2 separate regions of the Drosophila melanogaster genome follow, and region 2 is linked to region 1. The links are chromatin contacts, called in public HiChIP or PLAC-seq maps. All regions are on one chromosome and are shown on one strand. Each heading gives the region's core, a stretch centred on a gene start, on an enhancer-like site or on the middle of the called end of the contact. The rest is flanking DNA. Distances are from core to core; before and after follow the strand shown.

Region 1 (3,558 bases), core at 721-3,220:
CGCCGTATTCGTTGCTAATTAGAAAAAAAAAACTTTAGTTGATTAAAAATTGAAAAATAAAACCAATACTAAACCTGGAAGATGAACTTACTAGGAGTTATCAGCATATTTGCAATGTCGCGCCCTGTTGCGTTCCCGTCTCTCCTCCTCAGAGCACTTGACATCCTCATCGCTGCTGTCCTCATCCGTCTCCTCCTCTTGATTCGCGCAATTGTTCAGCTCCCAGGGACACCGCTTTTGCGGATAGCGTCTGTAGAAGCTCTTGCCGCGGCAGTAGCTCTGGTTTAACTGCCACAGCTGTACGGCAGAATTGTCGAACCCGGCTAACATGTGGCACTCACTGGGATCCAGATGGGCGGAGGTGAGGCCCCGAGAACGTTCACTGATTCTGAGAAATCGCGGCAACTCCACCTGAGACTTGAGTATCTGTTCAGTGGCCGATTTAAGGGTGTCCAAGCAGGCGTCTATATTCAGTTGTAATTTACTAAGCTCTGCAGATTCATCCGTTTCTACCTCCTGTTTGATGTCTGTTTCTAGCATAATGTTTGGCTCCTCAGCGGGTCGTTTTCGGTTCGACTTTTCAGTGAGGGATTTGCTTGGTCTTATGTCTCCGCGGGTATTAAGGGTTACTGCTGGTTTGGAAACAACATCGTCCTCTCCATCCTCACCTTCCAGGTCATCCGTCAAGCCAAGCAGGTGATCCTCACTAAAGGCGCGCTGCTCATTCTCCACTATATGGACATGCAACCAGGTGTAGAGTAGGTTCATAATTAAAACGTGGCCCCGTCGTTGGAGATAAGCGCATATCCTATTAACAACTACGGCTGTAGTATGTAGTTCGTATTTCGAAGATCGAAAATGGGCCACTGTGTCATCGGACTCTGCTGCCTCCAGCCGTGTGTAGCCACTCAGGGTTTGCACCAGGCGCATAAAGTAGTCCAGTTCCGTGTCCCCAGTGTCCTGGGCTTCCTTTGCGAAGCGTATGTTAAAAGTGGACTCATTGGCCGTAGTGGAGCATCCGTTGATCTTGGTAGGTGGTGGTGCATCGTACATATCCACGGGGGCCACCAAGTGAGCATATTTGCGCAACAACTCCACAGCGCCACGCGGTTCGCGAGCCTTGAGCAGATCCAGATAGAAGTGGCACAGCATGGGTCCATAAAAGCGCTTCATTTCCAGACGCAGCGGTTCGGCCTGGGCCTCCACGAACTGCGAAAACCGACCAAATTGCTGGTCCACAGTGTGCTGGTTGTTGGTGATAACCTGGACATTTGAAAAGGTGAAGCTATTGCCACCGTGCAAATCCGTATCCAGCATTTTGTTGACAGCAAACTGCTGTTTGTTTTGCAGCAGCAAAAAATCCGACCGCCGAAATCGTTCGTTGCTCTACGGGTTTGAATATTTGAACACTCTGAGGAATTGTATATTTGAAGATTATTCACTTACCACGTAGTTTTTCTGCTTCAGCAGGAGTCCCACGGCGCAGCGTAGCAAATCGTTTTTGGAGGAGGTCTTTTTGCTGCTCGCGCTCGACTTGTTGTTATTGCTGTTGCTGTAGACGGGCGATGCAGCATGTGCGTGGTTGCTGGCGCTGGGCAGGCTCATCGTTGCGTGTTAGCCTCGCTTTGTTCCGTATCCTGATCCCGTCCTGCAGTGCGTCCGATATGCGTTCGATTATAGTGCTGACAGCGGAGATGGGTTGTCCTATCGATGTGCATTCATCGATTTTAAGCGGCTGCAACAGCTGTTCTTTCAAAATTGTTTTCGTCAGTGATGGCTATTTGGCTTCTCTTTTATAACAATATTGATATTGAAATATTTTAATTTTAAATTTATTTTTACATTTTTAACTTATATTTATATTATATTTTATTTATATTAACTAGCTTTTTATTTTTAGCTCTATTATATTCTCTATTCTTAGCTAGTTTATTTGGCTATTGTCACCACTGAAGAAAGTCAGCTGTTTGTGTTGTTGGATTCCCGAGCGCTCTTGACAATTTCTTGTATTTTCGCTGCGGTATCTCAGTTCGAGTTTTTACGTGATATAAAACAGTACCTGGTCTTCAAAAAACGAGCCATTATGGGCACCACGACAAAGTTTGTGAACGAGTTCTGTGATATTATCGATTCCTATGGCGGGCGAGATAAGGTAACATAGAAGAGCCGCACAGCCGAGTAAATTTCCAATTAATTGAAAACACACCTGTTTGTTTACGTTTGAACCGAGTGTTTTTCCCAATTCGTATGCGCAAATTTAAAAAAATGCATCGTGGCATTTTGACTGGTTTCTATTTCCTTTTTGGACTGGTCCATTGAGGGGCTCGCTTGAAATCGAAACTGAACCAACAGGTTTCCATGTTGTTGCTGCATCGATGTTGGCATTGGTCTTTGGGTCTCGAACAAGGAAGCCACAGCAGTTTGGACCTTGCCTTACTTCTTTCTGATTCGCAATGGATTTTGTATTTCGCTTTTCGCTTATCAGTCGCAGTTCGGCGGCGATCGAGTCAAGATAATGCTCAATACTATAGCCGGCAAACCTTTAAGCCGCTACCAGATAAAGCGGATAATTCGTTATGAACGAAAGGTTTGTTTGGACTGCCGCCCATCAGGAGACACGCGATCCACACATTTCCACCATCGCGAGTTTATATACCCCTACAAGGGGTGTATACAGTGCAGACAAAGAGGGAATCTTGTATAGTGTATCTCTATTTTAATAGAAAAATCGAACCTTGAATACGATAAAATATTGTTCAAAGTATTTTAGATTTATTAATTAGAACAAATAATTTGTTATACTTGATAACCATTTGAAAATATAATATAATATATTATGTGGCTGTAAACAGCGAATGGGGTGGTCACGAACTTTGGAAATACTATAGGATATTTACATAAATTAGTCGTATAGCGACATTAGTATTCCTCCGAATTGCATAACTAATTCATTGATGGCAAAGCAAGCAAACTGAACCATTAATGGGTAAACAATGAAACCACCCACAACTCATTCCGGCCAGGACGGACGACCAGGAGCACTCCACTGGCGGCCATCACACGAGATGATTGTGGCATTCGTTGTATTCTTTTTATCGCTGATAGTATTTTATCTGTTTGTGACAACCAAGCAATTCCACAAATTGCAGGGCTGACTGGCGATTGGGGTCAGGTAGAGGCAAAGGTAAACAGCGATGCCAACTCTCGTGATAGAGCAAACACACGGCTTAACGAATTGCGCAGAACAATTATTACATATATGAAATTAAATACCTATTTCAGGTGATGAAGGCATTGTGCTACAGTGCCAAACTGGTGGCTGGCTACCATGCCAAGCGGAATCCGGAACTAGCCAAGCGATACGCCACCGCCAGCTCAAGGATCTCAGGTGCGAGAGCCACACTGCGTCTCATCGACGACATACCCATGATCCAATATGCTTTGGAGTATGGCTTGGGCGAGAATGAGCCCGATCGCGTCATGCAAGTGCTGGGAGTGACGGCCAACATTGTGGATTTGCTCTACTATCCCATCGAGAAGGTGTGCTGGCTGGCCGAG
Region 2 (3,282 bases), core at 379-2,878, 75 kb after region 1:
GAAAGTGAGTTTTGCGTTTGGTAAAGTTCAAATTGCTGAAGGTCGCACGCGTGAGAGGGTTGCCTGATAAGTTTTGTCACCCTGATTATTGTGCTGGGTCAGTTGTTTATGGCTATATTAACTCTTCTGCTGCTGCTTCTTTTTTTATGCTCGCCCTTTCTCTGCGGCATTACAACATTTCGGAGCGTGCTGATTAGCCATGGACTGGGCTTTATAGCGGCTCGGAAAATCCCAAGAAGCAACAACTACAACTATTACAATAAATGCTGCTAATTTGTCCATGGGATGCACTCAATTTAGACACATCCGTTCTACACAGCCAGAAAAAAATGGGTACATTTATGTACATACATATGTGTGTAAATAGAAAGAGAGGAACGCGCTTTTGTTTTGATAACATTGTTTTCGCCGTGAATGAATGGGTATGGAAATAGAAACGTTGAGGGAACGTGATTAGATAAAGTCTCTATGTCTTTTGTAAGCTATTTACATATTTGAATATATACACAGAGAGAAATTAGGCACATGTACATGTACTAGACTTAATTTACAACTTGAATTGTAAAATTGTAATTTTTTCGTATTACCATACTAATAAATGGCATAATTTTAACACTCAGCCTAACTTTATTCATAATTTTGCATTCATAAATCAGCAATAAGTTCGAATACTAATTACCCAAGCATTAGCTGCATAAAATTGAAAAAAAAATATGGAAATATCATTGGTGCTAAAACGAATGCCATAATGCACCGAATTATACCGTCATAAAGGCCTCAATTCAAATGAATCAAAAAAGTTCTCGCGCGATTAATTCCAGGCGAAACAACAACAAAAATCAACGTCGGGCTATCAAAATTTATGAATGAATAAAGCAGAATCAGGCGAAAACCCGACAAAAGGCAAGACAGAGGAAAATAAAAAAAAAAAGTATTAATAAAAAGGCAAGTAAAATAAGCAAACAAAACGAAAATCACAAATAGTAAGTGAGTACAAAGTGGCGTGCATATGAAATATAAAGCAGGCGATATAGCCCACTACAAACGCACAAATCCACACACACTCACACACACACATGTACATATATGTATGTATGTACCTCTGAATATGAATGAATGAAAAATTGTAGAAGCAGCACAACCGCAACACCAACAACATAAGTTGTTAACGCAGCAGTTCCACGAACTAAAAAAACAAAAAACCAAAACCCCAAAAAAAAAACACCAACGACAACCACAGAAGACGGGAAAAAAGATCTGTGAACAAGAAATTTGAAAGGTAACAAAAAACTGAAATTAAAACAAAAACTTAAAATCAGAAACACGAGCAAGTGTGTGTTGGCAACTCGTTTTCCAGTTTTCCATTTTTCCACATGCAGCAGCTGCCCACAAATTGTGCGTGGAGTGTTGGCGAAGAGGAGGGGAGTGGAGTGGAGTGTTGGAGTGGGGTCTGGAAGGGGGTGGTGCCTGGAATGGTGGGAAGGGGGGGAGTTCAAATTATGAATAAATAAGTAGTTGGTCCAAGAGCAAACAGCTAAAAATCAAAGCAAATACACAAAAACAATGAAAACAAAACTGGGATGGCGAAGAACATTTTGTAGTTGAAGTTAAGATACCCTTGCTGGTATTAAAACATTTAACAAAATAGTAGATTGGCAATTAGATTTTTCGAAAAACAAAGGCTTTTGTTCAATACGAATTTGGTTTAAACATTCTTAAAAGTATAGTTAAGGTTAGTTTTCAAGATTTTTTAGAATTTCAGCGACTTGGTTGCAAAATCCCAACTAAACCATAATACCCTACACTACACTGCAGGGTATAAAAAGGCAACGACGACTGCAGTTGGATTTCGAGCCAAAGTCGACGCGCCCACGGGCAGCGACAGAAGAAGAAGAAGATGAGAAGCTGGAGCAGCGATAAAAGAGGAGCCCCAAAGACAAAGCCGGAGAACAAGAAGAAGAGTAAGAGCCGGTTTGCAGGAACAAGCCTAGAAGAAGAGGAAGAAGGAAGAGGAGCACTGGTGGAGTGGAGGAGGGGAGGGGGCGACGGGGCAATGCAGGCACACGCAAAAAAGGAAGGAAACAAACATCAAGCCCCAATGACAGAGGAAGCAACCACAACAACAACAAATGGCCGTGGAAGAAGGGGAGACAGCGGCAACAAGATCCACTCGTCGCTGGCTCTTATCCCCACTCCCATTCCCAATTCCATTTCCATTCCCCCATTCATCAACTGCATTTTAATTCTTTTTTGGTTGTCTTTGCGTTTTGTTTTTTTTTCTTCGTTTTATTATTCGAGAACCAACTAGTTTTGTTGTTTTTTGCTGCCTGGCGAGTATGAATGAAAACGAACGTGTTTCTTGGAGAGCGGGAGCCCCAATTTGAGAGCGGGAGAGCGCTGGGGAGCAGCGGCGCCGGCAGCGACGTCGACAGCGCGGGGATGAATGAAATGAGCAGCAAAATGAATGAAAGTTGTGGGGCTCGCGCAGTCAACGTCGCTGCCAGCGTCAACGTTAGGCTCTCCCGATCTCTCACTCTCCCACTCTCCTTGTGAAGAGAATTTGTATATTTTTTCTACTTTTTATACAAATCATAGCGCACATATTTAATAAGCGAAAATATAATTTGCTTTATTTATTGTTTCGTTTGGTTCATTTCGTTTCGTTTTGTTTCTTGTTATTTTCAAAGTTTATGATTAATGAGAGATGATTACGGCGTGTGAGTGTGCGTGCGTGAGTGTACTTTTGTATCTGTGTGCGCGTATAATTAAAATAAGGGCAGCCTTTTGCATACACTTGCAAAAAAAGGATTTTTTTTATTTCTGCTAAGAAAAAATTGTTTTTGCACTGTTTTAGTCATTCCAATTGCAGGAGTCCGAAATGGTTTTAAACGTACAATATGATTACGTTATTATATTTTTAATAAACGATTTCCCAAGGTTTTATGCATTTTAAGTACATTTAGATTTCAGGGCGACCCTTATGCCAAGTGTATCTTTCGTGCGCATAATGTAAACTAAATTTACGTGCCTGGCTCCCGATCTTTTCTGCTTCTTCTGGCCCGCGATGTTCCCCTTTTTTATGTGCCATCCCCATTTTCCATTCAGCATCTGCGCAGTTGTCGCCGTTTTTGCATGTTTTTTCCCCCCCGTTTTTTTCGCCTTTCTGTTTCTGTTTTAGTTTTTGTGATTTTATATTTATTTTTTGTTTCTGTTGCCATTTTATGGCCGCGATCTTCTAGCGACGAGCGAAAAGTTCAGGCTGCCAGTTGTTTTCGCTAAGGG

Evidence for each region. HiChIP or PLAC-seq counts read pairs in DNA pulled down with a chosen protein or histone mark.
Region 2: a contact with region 1 is called in an H3K27ac HiChIP or PLAC-seq map of the Kc167 cell line, with 10 times the contacts expected there. The contact joins the promoter of lncRNA:CR46090 here to the promoter of Pex11c in region 1. A contact is called at or near these places in 1 of 1 datasets of contacts at CTCF or cohesin (the Kc167 cell line), 6 of 107 Hi-C or Micro-C datasets (the Kc167 cell line and the S2 cell line) and 3 of 6 datasets of contacts at active chromatin or transcription factors (all in the Kc167 cell line).

The regions. Positions count from the first base shown.
Region 1 is chr3R:23,256,395-23,259,952 of dm6, forward strand. Pex11c (Peroxin 11c) reads left to right here and starts at 1,971. Exons shown (of 4, transcript NM_142880.3): 1 at 1,971-2,152; 2 at 3,283-3,558. The coding sequence starts at 2,084. It overlaps wda (will decrease acetylation), which reads right to left and starts at 1,693. Exons shown (of 5, transcript NM_142879.3): 1 at 1,447-1,693; 2 at 92-1,386; 3 at 1-14. The coding sequence starts at 1,605.
Region 2 is chr3R:23,332,175-23,335,456 of dm6, forward strand. It overlaps lncRNA:CR46090 (long non-coding RNA:CR46090), which reads right to left and starts at 1,629. Exons shown (of 1, transcript NR_133438.1): 1 at 1,330-1,629. All of the region lies in intron 3 of pnt (pointed), which reads right to left.